2 separate regions of the Mus musculus genome follow, and region 2 is linked to region 1. Evidence: chromatin contacts called from public promoter capture Hi-C data. All regions are on one chromosome and are shown on one strand. Each heading gives the region's core, a stretch centred on a gene start, on an enhancer-like site or on the middle of the called end of the contact. The rest is flanking DNA. Distances are from core to core; before and after follow the strand shown. Region 1 holds the start of Asf1b (anti-silencing function 1B histone chaperone). Region 2 holds the start of Tnpo2 (transportin 2 (importin 3, karyopherin beta 2b)).

Evidence for each region. Promoter capture Hi-C pulls out the DNA fragments that hold promoters and counts their contacts.
Region 2: a contact with region 1 is called in a promoter capture Hi-C map of pre-B cells, with 2.3 times the contacts expected there. The contact joins the promoter of Tnpo2 here to the promoter of Asf1b in region 1. A contact is called at or near these places in 6 of 39 promoter capture datasets (the C10 cell line, cranial neural crest, frontonasal cranial neural crest and 3 more), 2 of 115 datasets of contacts at active chromatin or transcription factors (embryonic forebrain and large pre-B cells) and 1 of 9 other capture datasets (adipose tissue).

Annotation. Positions count from the first base shown.
Region 1 is chr8:83,952,857-83,960,292 of GRCm38.p6, forward strand. It overlaps Asf1b (anti-silencing function 1B histone chaperone), which reads left to right and starts at 2,838. Exons shown (of 4, transcript NM_024184.2): 1 at 2,838-3,081. The coding sequence starts at 2,973. Gm10644 (predicted gene 10644) reads right to left here and starts at 2,477. Exons shown (of 5, transcript NR_169070.1): 1 at 2,247-2,477.
Region 2 is chr8:85,032,086-85,039,521 of GRCm38.p6, forward strand. Tnpo2 (transportin 2 (importin 3, karyopherin beta 2b)) reads left to right here and starts at 4,808. Exons shown (of 25, transcript NM_001364032.1): 1 at 4,808-4,892; 2 at 6,250-6,404. The coding sequence starts at 6,306.

The DNA.
Region 1 (7,436 bases), core at 1,588-4,087:
AGTCCATGATGGTGGGAGTAGAAGCATGGTGGTAGGAAGAGCTGGGAGCTCACATCCTGAGTCACAAGCAGGAGGCAGAGAACATACAGAGAGAAAACCTGTTCCTAGTGATACACCACCTCCAAAAAGACCACACATCCTGAGCCTTCTTAAACAGTTCCACCATCTAGGAGCCAGGCACTCAAATATACAAGCATATGGGAGCCATTCTCATTTGAACCACCATACTTGGGAACAGTTGGGATTGAAGTACATGAACCCATAGTTTCTTTTTCCTTTTTTGTTCTTTTGGGGTGGGGGCACTGTGTATAGCTGGTTGTCCTGGAATGTCAGGAGTTCTCAAACTCACAGAGATCTTTCTGCTTCTGCCTCTTGAATGCTGAGATTAAAGGAGTGTGCCACTACACCCAGCTGTTTTTCTAAAGATTCATTTATTTTTATGTACTATTGTTTTGCTTGGCTATATGTATGCACAGCACATGACTGCCTAGTGTAATCAATGGTAAGAAGAGAGTTTTGGATCCCCTGGAGCTGAAGCTATCTATAGACGATTGTGAGTTGCCATGCCACCTGTAGGCTGGAAACCAAACTTGGGTCCTCTGGGGTTTCTTGTTTGGGTTTTGTTTTATTGTTTTTGTTGTTGTTGTTGTTTCAAGACAGTGTCTCTCTATGTTGTCTGGCTGTCCTGGAACTCAATCTGTAGACAAGGCTGGTCTCAAACTCACAGAGATCTGCCTGCCTCTTAATTGCTGAATAATTGTTCCAGCATTAAAATAAAAATCCTTAAATAATAAGGATATATATTCTTTTTTTTTTTTTTTTTTTTTTGGTTTTTCGAGACAGGGTTTCTCTGTATAGCCTTGGCTGTCCTGGAACTCACTTTGTAGACCAGGCTGGCCTCGAACTCAGAAATCTGCCTGCCTCTGCCTCCCGAGTGCTGGGATTAAAGGCGTGCACCACCACGCCCAGCTAAGAATATATATTCTTAAATATTATATACTTAAACAATATGAGTGCAGATGCTTACAGAGACCAGAGGACGGTATCAGATCCTTTGAAGCTAGAGCGGGTTGGAAGTCAGGTCCTCTGCAAGAGCAGTATACTCTTAAAGCACTGAACCACTTCTCTAGCCCTCAAATTCCTCATCTCACAAGAATGGCCTTGAACTCCTAACCTGCCTCCTAAGTGCTGAAATTACTGGCTTACATTTTCTTTTTTTTTTTAATATTTATTTATTTATTATATGTAAGTACACTGTAGCTGTCTTCAGACACACCAGAAGAGGGAGTCAGATCTTGTTACAGATGGTTGTAAGCCACCATGTGGTTGCTGGGATTTGAACTCAGGACCTTCAGAAGAGCAGTCGGGTGCTCTTACCTGCTGAGCCATCTCACCAGCCCCTTACATTTTCAACTATAAATTTTGTGAAATATAAAAGGTCAGATACCTCTTTCAAATAAAAGTGGACAGTCCCATGCTAGGTTACAGACCTGTTTGAAATGTGAAACACATACAGGATCCCAAAGACTTCTCAATGAGTAAAAAGGTGCAGGATAGCTCATTGGTGTTTTTAGAATGGTCATATTTGAAATGATTATTTTTGTCCTATTTAGTTAAGTGTCTATTAAAAATCATATTCATTGCTTCTTGGCCTTTTTGCATTGGCCAAGTATGAAAACTAATTTACTTACTTCCCCAAACTCACTGTGTAGATCAGGCTGGCCCACAGAAGTCTGCCTACCTCTGAGTCCTGAGATTAATGGCACGCATCTACCTTTCCATTTTGTTTTAACCTTTAAAAGATGTGATTGGTAAAGGTTGTGTAAGAAGCTATGACAGGGTATAAAGAACCAGAAAGTAAGGAGAAAAGGTAAGTTTCACAGACAGCGGCAGTTAACTGGTTTGGTTTTGGATCAGGGTTTCTCTGTGTAGCCCTGGCTGTCCTAGAACTTGCTCTGCAGACCAGGCTGGCCTCGAACTCACAGGTCCACCTGCCTCTGCCTCCCGTGTGCTGGGATAAAAAGCGTGCGTCACCGAGCCCGGGCTGAAAGACAGAGTGCAGAGGCAGGATTCAAACCCTGGTCTGTCCACGAACCAGAACTCCCTTCGGACTGAGACTCGATCCTGTATCCCCTCTCATCGCTACGCCATCTTGTCTCAGGGGTGATCTAAACCTTCTCGACAGTCTCCTCGACCATGATTTTCAAAGGTAGGAACCCCTCAGGGTAGTCCCCAGAAACGCTCACCTGCTGACAGCCGCCTAAACCGCCCAGGCCACTCTCTCCTCCTTAAAGCTTTTCACTGTGAGGGTGTGCGATTTCCACAGCTCTCCAGCCCGGCGTTCCTCACGCCCACCATAATAGCCAATCACGTCTCAGAAACCCGCTTACGGCCACGCCCACGATCGATACTCAATCACTGCGAGTGCGAGTGCCGTCTTCTCAGCGCGTTTTAGTGAGAGTCGCGCGCCACCGTTCGGCCGTTGGTGGCGCTGCTCTCTGTGAGGTGCGTCTACCGGAAAAGCGGAACGAGGGGCGGGGGATGCCGGTGCGGTAACCCTTGGGATTGGACAAGAGAAGTTCCGCGCTCTAACTCCGCCCACCCCGGAGCGAGCTATTCCAGTCGGAGACTCCAGGGATTGGTTCCCGATAGACCTTTACGAAGCTAAGAGATTAACGTTCCGCCTCCTGGGGCCCGTGAAGAGGGAGCTTCTCTGATTGGTCTGAGGGTCCAGGCGCGCGCCTGAAGACGCCTCGAGATTGGCTGATGGCTCGCGCCGTCATCGGTCCTTAGCGGCGATTGGCTGGAAGGCGGAGCCGGCTATTTGAAGGGAGCGCGCTGAGCGGAGGAGCGCTTCAGAGGGAAGAGTTGGGAGACGCAGGGAGGTTTCCGTCCTGTCGTCCCCCCCTTCTTCTCTGTCGCAAGTCACTGTGAAGAAGTCTCCACAGCAGCTGCGGCTCCCGGGCGCGGTGATGGCCAAGGTGTCGGTGCTGAATGTGGCTGTGCTGGAGAACCCGAGCCCTTTCCACAGCCCCTTCCGGTTCGAGATCAGCTTCGAATGCAGTGAGGCCCTGTCTGACGGTGAGGCCGGGCCTGAGCCGGGGACCCCAGACCCTCCTGCCCTCGGGGTTTCGCCACCCCCAATCTCCCGGGGCCAACTAGATCTCCCATTAGATACGCCTCCATGGCCCAGCTCCGGTCTCTCGGTGGAGCCGGCTCTGTCCAGTGTACATTGTCTGGTGGAGGCCTCGTCACCCTTCGTCTTGCACCGCTTGTCCTTGTACGCTTTCCCTGGAGACCCGCAGCCACGCCTTTTCCCTATGGCTAGACCCCGCGTTGATGCCCTTCCTCCTAAGAAACCATCCACGTGTCCTATGGAATCCCAACCTCCAGTCCCGTCCCCCCCCCTTTTCCTTGTGGGTATCTTTTCCTACAAAGCAGCCAGACTCTTCTGTTGCCCTGTCCGCCCATGTCAAGACCTTCTTCACCCCATGGCTCCCAAAAACCCCCTCCCCAGACAACTCCAGATTTGTCCCCCACAACTCCTGCTTGCCAACCGTAACAACATGGTGTTGCCTATAAGCCTTCTTCCTTTAGGTTAGTCCCAGATCCTATGTCTGAGCTCCCTCTGAGGAGAGATGGGGGCTTCTGACTCCAGGCTTTGTAGGTAACTTGGTCTCCCCAGCTCCTGGTCTGGGTGAATGTCCTGAGGTGAGGGGTGCCACAGCCAGGCAGGCCTCTTCCAGTTTCTGAGATTTCTACTAGCTGCCAGCTAACTCAGTGCAAGGAACCCCTCATCCCTTTTGATGGGCTGACCTTGTCTGGGGAGTGGGTGGACTGACCAAACAGGGATGGGATCCAACTTCCATCAACTGGGAGGCCACGGGCTTTTGTGGATCTTTCACAGAATGACTTAATTCATCTGTGGGACATAAAGGTGGACATGGCTCTCATCACACAGATGAGAGAACAAGAGCCATAAAGAGCAAAAGACTTTCAAATAAATCCATGAACATGTAAACTGTGAAGTCACTTTGGATTCTCAGCTCCCCAGCAAAAGGCAAGTCCTGTTTTCAGAGGACCTGCTTTCAACACTCCACGAGACCATTTCTCTACTGAGTGTTGAAAGGATGTAGCAGCTGAGGAGGTGGAGCTCTGAGAGCCTAGGCTGTGGCAACTAGTGCCTCTTGGTGGCTGTTGGTGGTATTCAGTTAAGGCCAGCCACTCCTGTTCACTTGGAGCTGCTATGTGTGTGCTTGGGGTGGGTCAGTGGCTCAGCCTCTCCCTAGTTTCTTACCCCTTAAGTTTAAATGAATCTACTTATGACTAACTATAGAATAAGCTGGGTTAAATCCTTACTGGAACAAGGCAGGGTGTAAATAAATAAATAAAAGGTAGAGTAACAGTGTGGAATACGATTTATTTGGAAGCCAAGAGGAGATATAAGGAGCTGATAGATTAAGGGATTCACAGTTCCCAGATGCTGAGAGATCAGGTTTCAATCAGTCTGTTTGTGCTCCTTGCATTTAAAAATGGTTGCATGGTCATTGCCTAGTATTACTTTTATTCCTTATTTATAGAACCAGAACAGCGAGGCTAGAGTCAGCCTGTTGGTCATGTTTTAATAGGAGCAGGGTGATTTTTCCAAGTCAGCCAGATAGTAGTAGAAGCATTATCATTGAAGTTTGTCTCTGAGTTCTGAGTCCAGATTGTTTTTATTTATTTATTTTTTTTTTTAGTTTAATTTGTGGGTGTGGGCCAGAGAAACTGCAAGTGGTCTTTCTCAATTGCTGTCCACCTTTTTTTGTTTTGTTTTGTTTTGTTTTTTGTTTTTTGTTTTTTCCAGACAGGGTTTCTCTGTATAGTCTTGGCTGTCCTGGGACTCACTTTGTAGACCAGGCTGGCCTCGAACTCAGAAATCCGCCTGTCTCTGCCTCCCAAGTGCTGGGATTAAAGGTGTGCGCCACCACTGCCTGGCCACCTTTTTATTTTTATTTTATTTTATTTTTTGTGTGTATGTTTTGTCTACATGTATTTATGCCACCACTTGAGTGCCTGATAGCCACATAGTTCAGAAGGAGTTGGGTATTCTAGAACTTGAGTTACAGGCTTGTGAGTCTCCATGGAGGTGTTAGGAATCTTACCTGGCCTCTAGAAGAGCAGCCAATGCTCTTAACCATGGGCTGTCTCTCTAGCCTTGTCCTACTTAAAAGACAGTGTCTCTGTAAAGCCTGGAGCTACAATACTGGTAGTCTGGCTGTCTAGTAAGCCAGGGATCCACCATCTTATTCTCTTCAGTAATGGGGTTTTCTTTCCTTTTCTTTTTGTTCTTTGAAACAGGGTCTCACTATATAGTTCTGGCTGATCTAGAACTTACTCTGTAGACTAGGAGGGCCTTGAAGTCAAAGATCTGCTTGTCTCTGCCTCCCCAGTGCTGGGATTCAAAGTGTACACCTCCACATGTGACCTCATTCCTTTCTTTTTTATTTTTGTGTCTATGTTGGCGGTGGCATATGCATGGGAGCCCCTGGAAGGCAGAGACAACTGATCCTCTATAGCTGATTTGAGATTCCCGACATGGGTGTTGGGAGTCAAACCTGGATCTTAAAGGTCAATACTGGATTCTAGCCTTGAACTATCTCTCCAGTACCCTGAATTCAGGTTCTTTTTTTTTTTTTTTTTTTTTTTTTTTTTTTAAAGGTTTATTTATTTATTATATGTAAGTACATTGTAGCTGTCTTCAGACACTCCAGAAGAGGGTGTCAGATCTTGTTACAGGTGGTTGTGAGCCACCATGTGGTTGCTGGGATTTGAACTCCGGACCTTCGGAAGAGCAGTCGGGTGCTCTTACCCACTGACCCATCTCACCAGCCCCTGAATTCAGGTTCTTAAAACACTTATCTGCTGAGACATCTAGCCAGATTCCTTTTCTGAAGCCAGAAGACGTCAGATTACCTGAACTGGAATTAGAGACAGTTGTGAGCCACTGTGTGGGTGCTCTGGATCAAACCTGGGTCCTCTGCAAGTGTTCTGAAATGCGCCAGGCATTGTGGCGCACACCTTTAATCCCAGCACTCGGGAGGCAGAGGCAGGCAGATTTCTGAGTTCGAGGACAGCCTGGTCTACAGAGTGAGTTCCAGGACATCTGGGGCTACACAGAGAAACCCTGTCTGGAAAAACCAAAAAAAAAAAAAAAAAAAAAAAAATGCTGAGCCATCTCCCCAGACCCTACTTGCAAGTTTTATTTAATTTTAACCTCTTTATTTTTTGTGGGGGTGGTAGGAGTCCTATGTGTGGTGGTGTCTTTTATTTCTGTGTTAGAAATCAGAACTACACACATGCTAAACAGTTGTCCTGCCATTGAGCTGTATCATCAGCTCAACAGGCTATTTTAGGAGACCATATTAAGAATGACCGTAGAATTTCTTGTCACATCAGGACCCTTTGAAAAGATAGAAGAGGGTGTTTTTCCTCTAAGTTATGATGGTTGGTTTTATTCCTTACATTCTGATGGGCCTGAAAGATGGCCTTCATCTTCCTGACTTCCTTTCCATGAATCGTAGAGAAGTTGTTTCCTTGCATTTTGGCACTATCTCCTGAAACCCTGAGAAACCTCCTCAGCCATGGTCATCTGACCCAGTTTTCTGAAAAGCTCTGAAGCCCTGTGGTCACCTCTCTTCAACATGTAGAAATAGACAGTTCCAAGGTACGGGTCTACATTTAGTGGATTTGGCCCAGCTCCCCTCCTCTTCAGTGGAGAATTTCAGTACTAGTTGAAGAAGTTAAAGAAGCCAGATGTTGTGTACCAGTGTTGGTTGATCTGTATGATGAACAAAAGACCAGGCAATAATGCACAGAAGTTTAAAAAAAAAAAAAAAACAGTGCCCAGCTACACTCCTGTCGTGCAAGCAGATACATAGGGAAGCCTCGTCTCAAAGAGCAGGAAGTATGGCACATACCTGTGACCCCAGCACTCAGGGCTTGGGGAGAATGATGACAGGAGGACTGGAAGGTCAAAATCAAGCTTAGCTTCATAGCAAGTTCCAAGTCAACCCGGGCTACCTGACACTGTCTCAGAAAAGAAAGAAAGAAAAAAAAAAGCAACAATGGAAAAAGAAAGCAAGCAAAGAAGTCCAGAGCATGATGGTACACACCTTTAATCCCAGCACTCAGGAAGCAGAGGCAGGTGGATTGCTAAGGCTACACAGACCTGCTTCAAGAAATAAAGGAGGGGAAAAAGAAAGGAATGGGCTGAGGTGTAGATCATTAATTAAGCACTTGTTTAGCATGTGTCAAGTTCTGGATTCTGTCCCAGTGCTGTCTAAAACAAGCTCAGGTAAACTACAAAAAATTTTACATGTCTTTAGTAATATTTTTCAGCTTTGGTTTTATTTTCCCAAATTGTAAAAGATATATCCTAATAGGGGTCAATGTCA
Region 2 (7,436 bases), core at 3,558-6,057, 1.1 Mb after region 1:
GCCTCCTGTGCCTGTTAGTTGAATAGTCCCCTTAAGTCGCTTAGCCTTTTTAAAAAGTAAGGTTTTTCATTTATCTCTATCTGCTATATGTGTGCAGATGCTGTGTGTGTATGAGTGTGAGTTGATTCCCTGGAGCTAGTTGTCAAGCCACTGGACAAGAGCTGGGAACTGAACTCTGGTCTTATGGAAGAACATTAAGTACTCTCAACCACTGAGCCATCTCTCTGATCCATTTCTCAACTGTTTTTTATGGTTTAGGTCTTTTGTCTACTTATTTTTGGGCTTTTGAGATGGATTTTCTCTGTGTAGCCCTGGCTGTTCTAGAACTTACTATGTAGATAGGTTGGCCTTCAATTTACAGAGATCATCAGCCTCTGCCTCTCAAAAGCTGAGATTAATGGTGTATGTCAGCACACTGGGCTTACTTTTAGCCATTTTTAATGCTAGGGAAGCATCGTCTAAATTCAAGGTGAGCCAGGGCTTACACTGTAGCTCAGTGATGCAGGGTCTTTGCCTGGCATTGGAGATGTTCCCCATATGATCTTCAGTACTGCAAAAAACAAGACGTTTGACTGTAACCCTGTGAGTAAAACTGCTTTCATTGGTTTCCTGAGAGTAGTTAGCGTTTGTTTACAACTATGTTCTACAGTTCTGGAGATGGAGCCTATTTTCTAGTGTGTGCTGGCAAGTACACTAACCTTGACCTACATTTTGGAGGCCTTGTTTAAAAATTAGACTGGAGCTGGAGAGGCAGCTCACTGGTTTTCGAGTACTTGCTGTTCTTGTAGAGGACCTGGGTTTGGTTCCCCTGGAGCTGTTAATAGGTAGGTTTCTTGTTGCCTGATATAGAAGTCTGATAGATTAGGTCTTTTGCAAGAGCAGTACATGAGATGTCTTTCCAGCCCTTGTATCATGTTTTTTTAAGTTACATATTTGTGTGTGTGTGTGTATGCATGTTGCACACATATCTGCTGTGGCATGTGGAGGTCACAAGACTTGCCTCAAGTCAGTTCTCTTCCACCTTGTTGGATGGAACTCAGGTTGTTTGGCTTGGTGCCTGCTGCCTTAATCTGTTGAGCCATCTTTCCAACCTTCCCTGGACACTCCCTCTGAATAGCTGAGATGGAATGCAAGTTCTCATGCATGTTGGGCGGCTACTAGACACCATGAGTTACACATTTTAAACCAAAAGTGTTTGTGATAGATACTCAGGCAGAGAGACTATTGTAAATTAAGCGTTTATGTTCTCCCATCAGATTTGAAGTTGGGCATGAGTTGAATGCTTTTAGTTGACATCAAGTAAATGTATAGGGTCACTGTGAGAATTGCATAGGAAAAAACTGGAAACTTCATGGCAGGGAATATACAAGGAGGGAAGGGAGAACCCAGCATAGTGGTCTGAGGTAGGTGGATAGTTTTAAGAACCAAGGAGTGTACCTGGAGGGATCCATGGCCCCAGATACAAATGTAGCAGAGGATGGATGGCCTTGCTGAACAGCAACAGGAGGGAGGCTCTTGGTCAGGGGAGGTTTGATGCCCCAGTGAGTGAGTGGGTGGGTGGGGGGTTAGTGGCAGGGTAACCAGGAAGTGGGATAACATTTGAGATTTAAGTGAATGGAATGATTAATTAAAAAAAAAAGACTAACATGGGCAGTACAGGAAGACACTTCATCAAAACAAAAACAAGCAGGGAAACTTCTGATTCAAAGTCTTACAGAGAAAGGAAAGACTACTAAACTCTGTAGCAGTCACACCTAGTATGTATGCCCTCAGGGGGCTAATGAAGGCAGGAAGACTACAAGGTTGAGGAGGCCAGCCTGGGTTATGGAGGTAGACCTTGCCTCAGAAAAATCAATCCCTGTCTTAGCATTCTGTCTAAGCTCCACCCCACAGTTACCTGGCAATAGCCAGGTAGGCTGACCCACTTTAAAAGGAGCTGCTCAGCCCCTCCTCCCTCTTGTTCTTCCCTTCTAGAGCCTGCTCTGTCCCCTCCCCCCTTCTCCCTCCTTCCCTCACTCTCCATGTGCTCATGGCTGGCCTCTCTTCTCTGCCTTTACTACTATCTTGACTCCCCTCCCCATGCCCGGAATAAAAACTCTATTCTATACTATACCCTCATGTGGCTGGTCCCTCAGGGGGAATGGATGCCTCAGCATGGGCCCACTGAGACATCCCCTTCTCCCATACCTCACTACCCCTCCATAGAACATATCTCCTTACTCTTTATCTTTTTACAAACACATCACCTAAGGCCCACATAGCGAGAATCAGCTCTGCAAGTTGCCACTCAAAGCATTTGAATTCAAACACCTTTTTAAAAAAATTATTGTCTGCATTTCATAACTTACATAGCCTCTACCTGGAGTCAAAGCCCTCCCTTGATTAAAAAACAATAAACCACGCCCCCCCCCAAGAAAAAAGCCAAACAGAAACTACTGTGAACCTTCCGACTCTCCAATCTCCAGTTTAACAGCCAACTTGCAAGAACCCGGACCAGCCCATCTTCACGAATAAAAACTTGAGTTTTAGCTGGGCGTAGTGGCGCACGCCTTTAATCCCAGCACTCGGGAGGCAGAGGCAGGCGGATTTCTGAGTTCGAGGCCAGCCTGGTCTACAAAGTGAGTTCCAGGACAGCCAGGGCTACACAGAGAAACCCTGTCTCGAACCCCCCCCCCCCCCCGCCCCAAATTGAGATTTAGATACAGGGCATCTTGGGATTTGTAGTTTCAAGCCTCACCGGAGCGTGAGAAGTAGTGTGAGAAAGCTCTGCGCATGCGTAGGGTGGCTATCCACACGTGTCGTTAAAGGGTTTCTGTTTATATTGAGTCGCTAGTCCGTTGCGGAAGTTTCCCTTGATTTTCTCAACAGAGGCTTGCAATATTTCAATTCTTGCTTTTTCATGACTGAAGGTTGCTGGGACTGATCGTGCCAATGGGGAGTGGGCTAAGTTGTTTTCAAGTTGAGGCATTCCCATAGACCTGTCCCTCACCTGAAGGTCAAAACAAAGAAACCACAGCAAAACCTATCAAAGGCCTCGGTAGTACTTTGGGATTCGAATCATGGTTACTTTAGTAAATATTGGTTTAAGCAGGGCGAGAAGAAAACGAACCTGCAGTCAACTGGGGAGCTGTGCTTAGAGCTACATTTTCAAATAATTTATGATTTGAATCATTATTGCTCAATAAGCTTAAGGTCAGGTAAGCATAATTTGGATGGATCATCTCTAACGGAGCAAATTATGCTATATCCACTGAGATAGAGGTGCGGCTGAAGAGTGAATCCCTTATCGGCGGTAGGACTAGGAGGGGATGGAGACGGGAAGGGGGTAGAAGAAAGCACCAGGGTCTCCAATTCTATAATGGTGTACGGCTGAAAAGGAAAAACTACTGAATTCAAACGGCAGAAGCATTCATGACCTGGCTCTTGCCTAAATTGCTCTGGGCAATCCTCATCTCACTTTTAAGGTAGGTTAAGGGATTAGGTCTTCTGATCGAATTTAGCTGCCTTGTTTTATTTTAGAAGTTATTGCCAGGGGCTGAATAAGATGACTCAGCGATTAAGTGCACTTGTTGCTTTGCTACAGGACCCTGGTTTTGAGTGCCAGCAATCGTATATGGCAGCTCACAACTGTCTTGTAGCTCTAGTTCCAGGAGATTCAACACCTGACTGTCTCGTCAGAAACGTGATGCAGACATAAATGCAGGCAAAACAAACATAAATCCGGTGGCGCATGCCTTGAATCCCAGCACTTGGGAGGCAGAGGCTGGCGGATTCTCAGTTCGAGGACAGCCTGGACTACAGATTGAGTTCCAGGACAGCCAGAGCTACACAGAGAAACCCTGTCACGAAAAACAGAACAAAAAATGGCCACGTGTTATTTTTCAGTCCCATGTAAAAAGTGTTTAAACAGCATTGAACAATAACAGGACAGTTGCTCTAGTAAAATCCAGCACCGCCAGCTGCCTGCCCTGCTCTTTACGTCGGTGTAGTGCTGTTTAGGGGAGCGAAAGAGAAAGTTACATTTTAACCCCCTCCCCCAGTTTCTCTGTGTAGCCTTGGCTGTCCTGGAACCAGTTCCATAGATCAGGGAGTGCTGGGGTTAAAGGGGTGCGCCGCCACTGCCCGGCTTCATTTTAACTTATTTTTGATCAAAGGGTTTTGTGATGTAGCTTTCCTGGCACCAGAGGGGTCTACTGTTGCCTTATTCCCTATCCCTGCCCTCCCTCCCTCCCAATCCAGTTCTGAGGCACGCCGGACTGCGGAACAGTTTAAATTTTAGGGAGTTGTAGTAAGGACACGGTTAGCTGTAGTTGAAGGATTCCTAGGTCCATTACACACCGAAAACACCCATGCACTACTAAATTTCTAGCTCCAGCAAAATCTGCAACTCAGTGGGGCTGGGGCCAGTTAAGAGTACTGTGGGCTCTCGTAGAGGACCCAGGTTTGATTTCAGCATCCACATGGCTCACCACCACCAGCTTCACAGGCATCCAATGCAATCTTCTGATCCCCACGGCACTGCGCGCACATGGTTCAGACAAAAATACCAATATACGTTAAAGAAGAAAGAAGAAAGCTGCAGTAAGGAAAAGGAAACGAGACGCTGGGAGGACCTAATGGCAAGAGAGGCCTAGAGGCGGTACTTATTCTCTCACGTGACTCAACTTGGCCAGGGCCACTCTGTGCCAGATCACGTGTGAGTGCTTCGCTCTCCGATTGGCTTTGGTAGGCCAGTTTGAACGGCGTACGGAAGCCGAAATTGTTCATTTCGGCCGCGTTTAATTTTTTTTTTTTTTTTTTTTTTTTAATTCCCTGCCTCTGGCTCCCTCCTTCCGCGCGAGCCTCTGGAGAAGCTGCAGCACTTAGGCGCCGCCGCTGCCTCCCGGGGCCTGGTAGGTGGGCCTCGCTCGGCCGGGGCCCCTTGGCTTCAGCTCGCCTCGAACCTCCCTGGGTTCTGGGCCTGCGCCGCGCGCCGCCCAGGCGTCGGGGTCGCGCCCGGCTGAGAGGCGGGGTACCGGGTTGGGCCAGCTCTCGAGGCCGGCAGAACGGGCCGGGCGGGGGAGGGGGAGCTGATCTGATCTCAAGGGGTGGGGCCTCGGCGCCCGGGCAGGTTCGGGTGCCACGAGATGCGGGCCAGTGGGGCGGCTGGGGTCGGGCTGGAGGGGCGCTGATTGGGGGAATCGTCGGGGGACGTCGCGTGGATCGGGTGTGTGTGGGGATCTGTTTCGGCGGGGCTTGGTTGGGTCTGATTCGGGGGAGACAGCCTTGAAAGTTGAGAGGGGAAGGTTGTTTAGTCCTAATAGGGAGGGGCGTCAGACTTGAGACCAGAGGGCTTTGCTGAGTCTGGCTGCGAGGCGGTGGTGGGATCCGTTGAGGGTAGCGCACCGGGCGGGTGTTTGTGCGGGACTCTGTAAGGGAAGCTGCAGGGATTGGACGGATGGGGTCTCCGACGTGAAGTGATCGGGGGTGAGGGGGTGGGAGGGGGCTTAGGGGAATTTGATTGGGGGAGCTGCCAGAGGTCCGTCAGCATTAATTCCTGCTGACTGGGGCGGAGGGTAAGAGCTAGAGAAGCTTGGCCAGATCTGATTGGGGGCAGGCAGCGGGCATTGGGGGCTTTGGTCGTGGGTTGGGTGATTCTGACTGGCTCTCATTCAAAGAGACATTGGAAACCTATCGGGTATTGCTTGTATTCTGGTTAAGGAGGGTCACAGGGCCGCGTCTAGGTCAGAAAGGGGGCCATGTGGCGTCTACTGAGCTTGTAGAGCCGGTTTAGAAGAGGGAGCAGGGATGAGCAAGATCTGGGCGCTTAGGGACCTAGAGGAGCTCAGAAATCTAGGAGGCGGCTGGCATCTAGTGGAGCTGGAAGGCTGGATTTTGGGGAAGGGAATCCTCGTGGACTGAGCCTTCACCTGAAAGACCGCTGGGGCGGGGCCCCTCGCCCTGGAGGGAGGCGGAAGCCGTGAGGCCCGTAACCGGGGGCGGCGGTGGCGTGGATCGCTTTGGAAAGAGGGTTCCTCGTTAGGCTCGATGTGGATCCGTCGCGCCCCCGCCGCTGGTCCTGATGGCCCGCTTTTATATTCCCCCCACTCGCACTCCCGAGCCCGCGACTGCGTGGCCGAGGATGGCTTAGCTGGCGGGGACCCCGCACTTGGACAGGCGCGGATTGGAGGCCTCCGCTTCTCGGCGGAGAGCGCTTGCGTCTGCATGCAGCCGCCTCTGCCTCGGGGACTCAACTTGGGTCTCACACAGAACTCCAGCGACCCAGCGCTGATCCAGGCTCCTACCCCTGCAGTTCGCCTTGCGCCATGGACTGGCAGCCAGACGAGCAGGGCCTGCAGCAGGTCTTGCAGCTTCTCAAAGACTCGCAGTCGCCCAACACAGCTACTCAGCGCATTGTGCAGGATGTATCCTTCTTTCCTTCCGGGGCTCACGGAACAGTGCCGATGTCTGCACCTCGTGAAGGCCAGAGAGGGAGGGACTACTTCTTGATTCCCAGACTTTTTCTGCTGAGAGAGAACATGAATTAAAGGTTTAGGTCTTTGGTTCCATTTCTGGAGTGGAGAAAATGATGGGCATGTCTGATGTTCACTGAGTACTTAATCCTGTAACTGTTGAGTGTTGGTAACTTTCCTTTAACAGACGGGAACCTGGAGGCTTAAACAGGGAAAATGCCTCAGCAAGGACCCAGGGTTAAGAAGTCCAGCCATCGCAGATTTTAGTGGTATGCCTTGTCAGAATGAGGGTAGATAGGTAGGGACGTTGGAGTTGCAACATGAGTGTTTTTGAAGTTGAAAACTTTTTTCCTAAGAGCTCTTTATATCATATACATATATATGTAGATAGATATAGATTAGTTTTGTTATTAATTTGATACACCTATGAAGAGGGGCCTTCAGTTGAAAAATTATCTCAATCAGATTGGCCTGTGGGCATGGCTGTGGGAAATTTTCTTGATAATAATTGATGCTGGTCTGTATAAGAAAGGTTGGTGGATGTGAGTCGGGGAAGGAACCAGTAAGCAGCTTTATGCAGAGGTTTCTTCTTCAGTTATATTCCTGGAGTTCCTACCTTGGGACTTCCCAATGATGAGCTAAAACAAACCCTTAGTGTTTTATCACAGCAACAGAGAAGCAAATTAGAGTAAGATCAGAATTTTAAATGATATATGGTCATGACAGCATCCACCTTTAATCACAGCGTTCAGGAGGCAGAAGCTAGTGAATCTCGGAGTTTAGGAGTAACCTGGTCTTATGAAAACTTTCTCAAATAAAAAAATTGAATGTTTGAAGCAGTATCAAATTTCACTTGAAAATGGGACTAGTCCATCACCTTTTCCTGCAGGGCTGAGACTGGAACATACAAGCCTAGAGCATGCTAGCCACTTGCTTTATTCTTGAGCTGCACCCCAAAGTCCTGCTCCTGAAACTCAGCCATTC